2 separate regions of the Mus musculus genome follow, and region 2 is linked to region 1. The links are chromatin contacts, called in public promoter capture Hi-C maps. All regions are on one chromosome and are shown on one strand. Each heading gives the region's core, a stretch centred on a gene start, on an enhancer-like site or on the middle of the called end of the contact. The rest is flanking DNA. Distances are from core to core; before and after follow the strand shown. Region 1 overlaps Babam2 (BRISC and BRCA1 A complex member 2). Region 2 overlaps Babam2 (BRISC and BRCA1 A complex member 2).

Region 1 (3,100 bases), core at 342-2,841:
AGAACCCAAAACATTGGGGCAGGTATCAAGGAACACTGCTGACACCACTGGGACAATTTGAATACAGTTATCTGGGTTCAACAACACTCTGCTATCAATTACCAATTTCTCAATTGTGGTTCCTCTCCCCAGATAACTCTAGCTTGTATCAAGCTGAGAAAAAGAAAGGCCACCCACCAGGACATCACCTTTACAATATCCATAGATCAATATATCAGTGCCTCTTGGAGGAAAAAAAAAAAACATTTAAACAATAATATCAACTCAGTAATTTTCAACCTGAATATGGACCCCAAAGATATCCTCATTAATATGTTGAAAAGCTTTGTCAAATAACATTTTGCCTACAAATTGGAAGACATCACTGATGAGCAATAATTAATATGGCAATGATTTTATTGTACAAGGCGTGTTTTGTCCTGAAGGACTGTGTCTTTTCTGCTATGAAAGAAAACGGACTATAAGGAATTACATCTGAGGAGTATAGTTTTCATGTACTAGGCACTGAAAATACATTTGTAGAAAAAAAAATGAAAATAGGGACAACTAAACGTGGGCCATCTCCATGTCTTTGTTCTTCTTACAAGACCTCCTCTCAGCGCATCCCTCTCTCCAGACTTGGCATTTCCACTATGGGAGCACCACAAGGTACAAATAATAGTGTGAGTCACCCGTTTGGACTCACTGGCAATAACACCAAAGAGTAAAATGGAAACAAATGAAATTTAATTTTAACTTTTTTATGTGTAAATTTGCTTTTTAGATGTTACAAAAGTTGCATTATCACAGATATACCTGTGTACAATATCACCAACATGAGGGCACAGACTAATTCTTTCTCCAGAACAGCCTTCCTCCAACCCTTTATGACTAGACTTTGACACTTCCTCTTCCTCTTTGACAACAGCCTCTGCTCTCCCCCTTGTCCCTTTAAAGTTACTTTTCCAGAACATCAAACAAATAGAGTTACATGGAAGCTTTCATCTGCGCTTCTCTCAGTTAGCTTTAAGACGTGCAAGATCGAGCCAAACTCTTGCATATGTCAATAATTATTTCTTCTTCAGAGTCCTCAGTCATGTCCTGTATTCTGGGGGATTTACTTACAAATGGTGAGAAAGATGAGGTAGAGGGTGTTTACTCTTCCCTATCTTGAACAGATAATTAATCCCAATGGTTAAATTAATATATATATATATATATATATATATATATATATATACACACACACATATATATATACATACATGAAATGAAACAATATAAACAATATAAAAGTAGATAATCAATATAAAAAGATAATCAATATAAGAGTTATGAGATATATGACTTTTTTTTTTAAATAATAACACTTCAGAATCTGCCATGTATTTCACACATTACATTTCAATTCAGACTGGTCACATGTCAGCGTCTATTGCTACACATGGCAAGTAGTAAGACCTGGACAGTACAGGAGCAAACCCTGAGGCAGGAGGAAGAACATAAAGGGATGAAAGAAGGTATGAGAGAAAAGCCACCCAGCTTTCCATGATCAGTTCCAGCGAAATGTGCTCAGTCCATCGGCCAGTACATTCTGTTCTCTGCAGTTAGCCCTTGGGAGGCCAAGGCAGGAGAACTGTTGTCTTAGGCCAGTCTGGACCAGAGTAAGACCTTGGAGAGATGAGGAGAGATAGAAACATACCTATAAATCACTTTCTTCCTTAACTTTCTACACGGATGCTAAATACCCTGTTAGCAACATTCTACACAGTAGTCCCTAACTAATTTAACAATACCTATCCTATCTCCATTTGGTAAATAATAATTAATTATAACAATAAAAAATTTTTTTAAAAAAACAGATCTTTTAGCAGTTTACAGAGTCAGGGTTTCAGATGCATGCTTGCAATGCAAACAGTTAAGAGGTGAGGCAAGAGGATCACGAGTCCAAGGCTAGCGTGGACAGTTTAGCAATATACGATCTCAAAGTAAAATGAGGACTAAATATCTCAGTGACAAAGCACATGTCTAATGTCTATCAGGCCCAAGGTCCTGGCCCGGGACAGGCAGAGAAAAGAGAGGACAGTTTCCAGAAAACTAAGCTACATGACCCTTAGGTGTGTCTGAAAGATTCTACTACGTCACTGATTCTAAGAAATTCAGCCTAATGAATGGCACAGAATGACCTGTCCTCAGATATTAAACTAAGTTTTAAGTGAACTTTTAACCCCTATTTTTGTATACTTATTTCAAGGCATAAGATAACAATATTCTAAACCAACTGCTAAAAATTAGCATTACTTTAATAAGCAATGAATATTCTCCTGCAGAAAGCGTTAGTCTTTGTAATCTCCCAATGCATATTCAGAAGCTGTCTCATTAGTGCCATCTATTACCAGCTCTTCTTTAATGACTGTGATGCAACTGACCTCATTAAAAAAGAAAAGAGACTGTCTCCATCTTTTATGATGGCTGTAGTCCTAAAAACTAGTTAAGAATTAAATCTTATTTTCAAAACAAATGAATCTGGGAGAACAAAACTGCAGGAAAGTGGCAAATGAGATGTTGCTGCTGTCATCTTCTTTATGCTGTGCTAAGGATCAGGGTGAATTTGGGTTCGTGTCCACTCTCTGAAACATGTGGCCTCAGGGCTACCTCTGGACTACTCCACACTTTCGTCTCCATTTCTATAAGGTAAACATTGCTGTGAGAGAGATCGAAAGGATGGCTACATCTCCTTACCTTTATTCTTTTCTGAGGTGGGCTCTCACTATGTAGCTGAGACTAGCATCAATGTCTAGCCCTTCCTTCCCACCTCAGCTTCCTGAGTACTGGGATCATGCCTGGCTAATGGTCTAATGTCGATCACAAATAGGGAAAAGGAAAGTCATGCCAAGCAGCTCTGCATCTACAAGGAAGAAAGAGAGACATCGCCCTTCAGTAGACTCTGAAAACAGTCTTGAAATGGAAAGCAACTGGGGGTGTGGGGGAGGTGGGGATGGCAATCAAGTGCTCTGTGCCTAAGGAAAATAAAGAAAAGGAAAATGTAAATAGAAAAATCTACATTAAACTGATGGGATACAGGGCTTTTTTACTCATCTCTGAAAGAGTCTTCATTTAT
Region 2 (2,897 bases), core at 135-2,634, 270 kb before region 1:
CTGTTGCTCATTCTGTTCTCCAGGGTCTCCACAGCACAGCTGACCTTCTACTTCTTTGCCACATTTTAACTGCCCTCACCCCTCCATCTTCTCACCAGTCTCAATCTCAAAGCTTAGTTGAGGGACTTGCTAGCCCTGTGAGGCCCAGTAGTTCTTCCTCCAGGAAGTCCATCCATCGATGAAGACCATCTGATAACTTCAAAAAGTTTACATCTTCTCTGACTTCACACTTATACTCCAGCCTGCTAATTTCCAGAGGCCTGGATACAAGCACTATGCTTAAAGATAGCTTTCTGGCCTGGTACACAATCCTACTCAGAGAATACTAACTCAGGAACAGATAGTACCTTATTTCAATCAGGAAGAACTAGCATTGAACTCAAGCCTTCAGATTTGAAATCTAATAGTTCTAACACCATGAGAGTGTTCTGGCATTTATGGGGAAAAGAGCTCTTCCTACCTGCTCTAAGTTCACTAAACATCAGACTCAGTTTACAACTCTGCCAAGCATAAACTTGGTCATTTTCGACTCCCTTCATTCTTCTATTTCCATCGTGGTGAGGATTGCCTTCAAAGACACTTTCGTCATACTGACTTCTACCTTGGATCAAGAGAAATATGAATATACATTCATTCAAAAACCAGTATTGGCCTACATAAGACAGCTGGACATACTTTTGGACATACTTACAGGTTTTTGCCAGAGCAATTGGCAAGGCTGCCCACACATCTACCAATTAAGGCAGTTCCAAACAACATACTAATCAATGTTCATATGGAATAGATCAATAAATAAGCTTCCTCAGGTCCTAGGAGATGGTTTTCTATCTGACCTATATACAGATGTCAGCTTAATGACTACTCTACTCCTTGTTCTAGCTCATGGTCCTAGCTACAGTCTCTGTGATATTCCTGTATGCTGCTAAGGGCAGCTATGAGAGGCCTGATGTGTCTCCTGCTATCATATAACCTATTCTATAATCTAGCTTTGGGCTAAACTTCTGCTTGGAACACTAAAGAGTTCTGAATTCAGAAACCGAAGCCTATGAGTCTTTAAGGATTAATGAAGAGAGTTAGATTAGAAATAAAGAAGAAACTCAAGTTTTAAAGGACCTTGAAATAAACCTGGTCACATCTCAAACAGACTCTGTGATAGACTTAACAGCTAAGGCCTTCTCAGTGTGCCTGCTAATGCTTATACAGCAATGTGGCACCCTTGCCTGCTTTGCCTCTGACCCCTCACCAACACACACTGTGAGGAAGATCTCTGCTGCCAGAGGCCAAATGTTTCATTTTAGATTTATTATTAATTGGCTCATGCTGAAACAGGCTTGGTTCTTTGTTTGGTTTGCTAAGTCATTCCGCAAGCTCAGTTCACAGAAAAATCAAACAGAAATCTGCAAAGCAGTACAGGAGCAGGCACTGGCATGGTTAGGAGGTGTCTGAACCCTTGGCCTACTACTGCGACCCTTTAATACAGTCCAGGCACGGTGACCCTGACCATAAAATGATTTTTGTTGCTACTTCATAACTAATTTTGCTACTGCTATGAATGGTAATGTAAATATCTGTATTTTCTGACAGTCTTAGGAGACCCTTGTGAAAGGGTTATTTGATCCCCAAAGGGGTCACAGCCTACAGGTTGAGAAGCACTGGTCTGCAGGATGCTTTCAGTAAGTGCACTTCCCACCCCCAGCATCTAAATGTCTGTGTGAATTTGGTGAAAGGATAGTTTAAGACTTGTACAAAATGAGAGAGCTGTTGGCATGAAACTCTATGAATGTGACCAAGAACATTCTTGACTGTGGGCTTTTAAACTAGCACAAAATGACCCTTGGGACTTCAACTATTTAAAACAAACTTTTAGCCAAGTGTGGTGGTGTTGGTGTGGGCCTATCATTCCAGCACTTGGGAGGTGTAGGCTGAAGGACTGGAAGTTTAAGGCTAGCCTGGGTTACTCAGACAGTTCTAGGCCAGCCTATGCCTCATGAAACTGTCTCAAAAAAAAGCAACCAACCAACCAACCAAAAAACATGAATACAAAACAAAATAAAAGCCACACACAATTGTGGTTCATGTGAGAATAGGTTCATTTGAGAACATTATTAAAAGCATGTTTAGAAATGAAAAGGTGAGTTTGTGGTTTATTTGAAAAGTCCAGTGTGCATGGCTGTCAAACTCCAGACTAAGGGCAGGAGAACTCAAGGGAAAGTTAAAAAGTAAGTTGCCTGGGCTGGCCATTGAGGAGTCAGAGGCAATCAATCACAACAGCCAGAGGACTGCTAACACAGGCTGCTGCCCCTGGGACTAGCTAGAGTTCCTGTGACTTCTAATGTGTCTCTTTTACTTAGAAGATAAGATGTAGATGGTGGGGCTTGTGACCTGTCCTAGCTGGTCTGACAAAATCTCAGGTCCAAGGGGCAACTCTATTCTATGCCTCTCAAGTGGCCCTCTCCATGGACTGTAGCAGAGAAGGAAAAGCATACTCTCCTTAGTGGTTTCAGAGGCAGGGCTGGAGGTGGCACTAGCCACATGTCACTCCTCCATGGTCTTCTTAGGAGGGGCTACACTCTATGCTGAACAATGCTTGTTTGGAGACCATCCCGTTCTCCAAGCTGCCCTCCTGGCATCAGCTCTACCAGCTACCACCTATTCCCTCTTCCTTCCTTCCTTCTCTAAACTCCCAAAAGAGGACTGGCAACAAATTTGAGAACCTGCTCATGCGTGACTTCTGTCTATCTGAATGTATTCGTGGTTCTTACCCTACCCATAAGCCCCTACAACCATTACCACAATGATACTTTTCCTTGGCCTTCCCCATCCTGTCCCCTCCCTCCAGATGCCCTTTACTGGCTCACCTTCCCCTCGGCCGGCCACTTAGTGTTTTTCAGCAGCAG

Evidence for each region. Capture Hi-C pulls out chosen DNA fragments and counts their contacts.
Region 2: a contact with region 1 is called in a promoter capture Hi-C map of adipose tissue, with 2.1 times the contacts expected there. The contact joins two enhancer-like sites. A contact is called at or near these places in 1 of 15 datasets of contacts at CTCF or cohesin (the NIH/3T3 cell line), 1 of 115 datasets of contacts at active chromatin or transcription factors (CD8 T cells) and 2 of 9 other capture datasets (adipose tissue and liver).

The regions. Positions count from the first base shown.
Region 1 is chr5:31,770,557-31,773,656 of GRCm38.p6, reverse strand. All of the region lies in intron 3 of Babam2 (BRISC and BRCA1 A complex member 2), which reads right to left. Among named protein-coding and RNA genes, the nearest start is that of Babam2, 74 kb to the right of the region's middle. Within about 2 kb of position 1,591, at least 4 of the 459 cell types and tissues checked have an H3K27ac peak or open chromatin away from gene starts, as enhancers often do. A contact at or near this core is called in adipose tissue, where this site is marked.
Region 2 is chr5:32,038,123-32,041,019 of GRCm38.p6, reverse strand. The region is part of intron 10 of Babam2 (BRISC and BRCA1 A complex member 2); the gene reads right to left. Among named protein-coding and RNA genes, the nearest start is that of Gm52770, 41 kb to the right of the region's middle. Within about 2 kb of position 1,384, at least 14 of the 459 cell types and tissues checked have an H3K27ac peak or open chromatin away from gene starts, as enhancers often do. A contact at or near this core is called in adipose tissue, where this site is marked.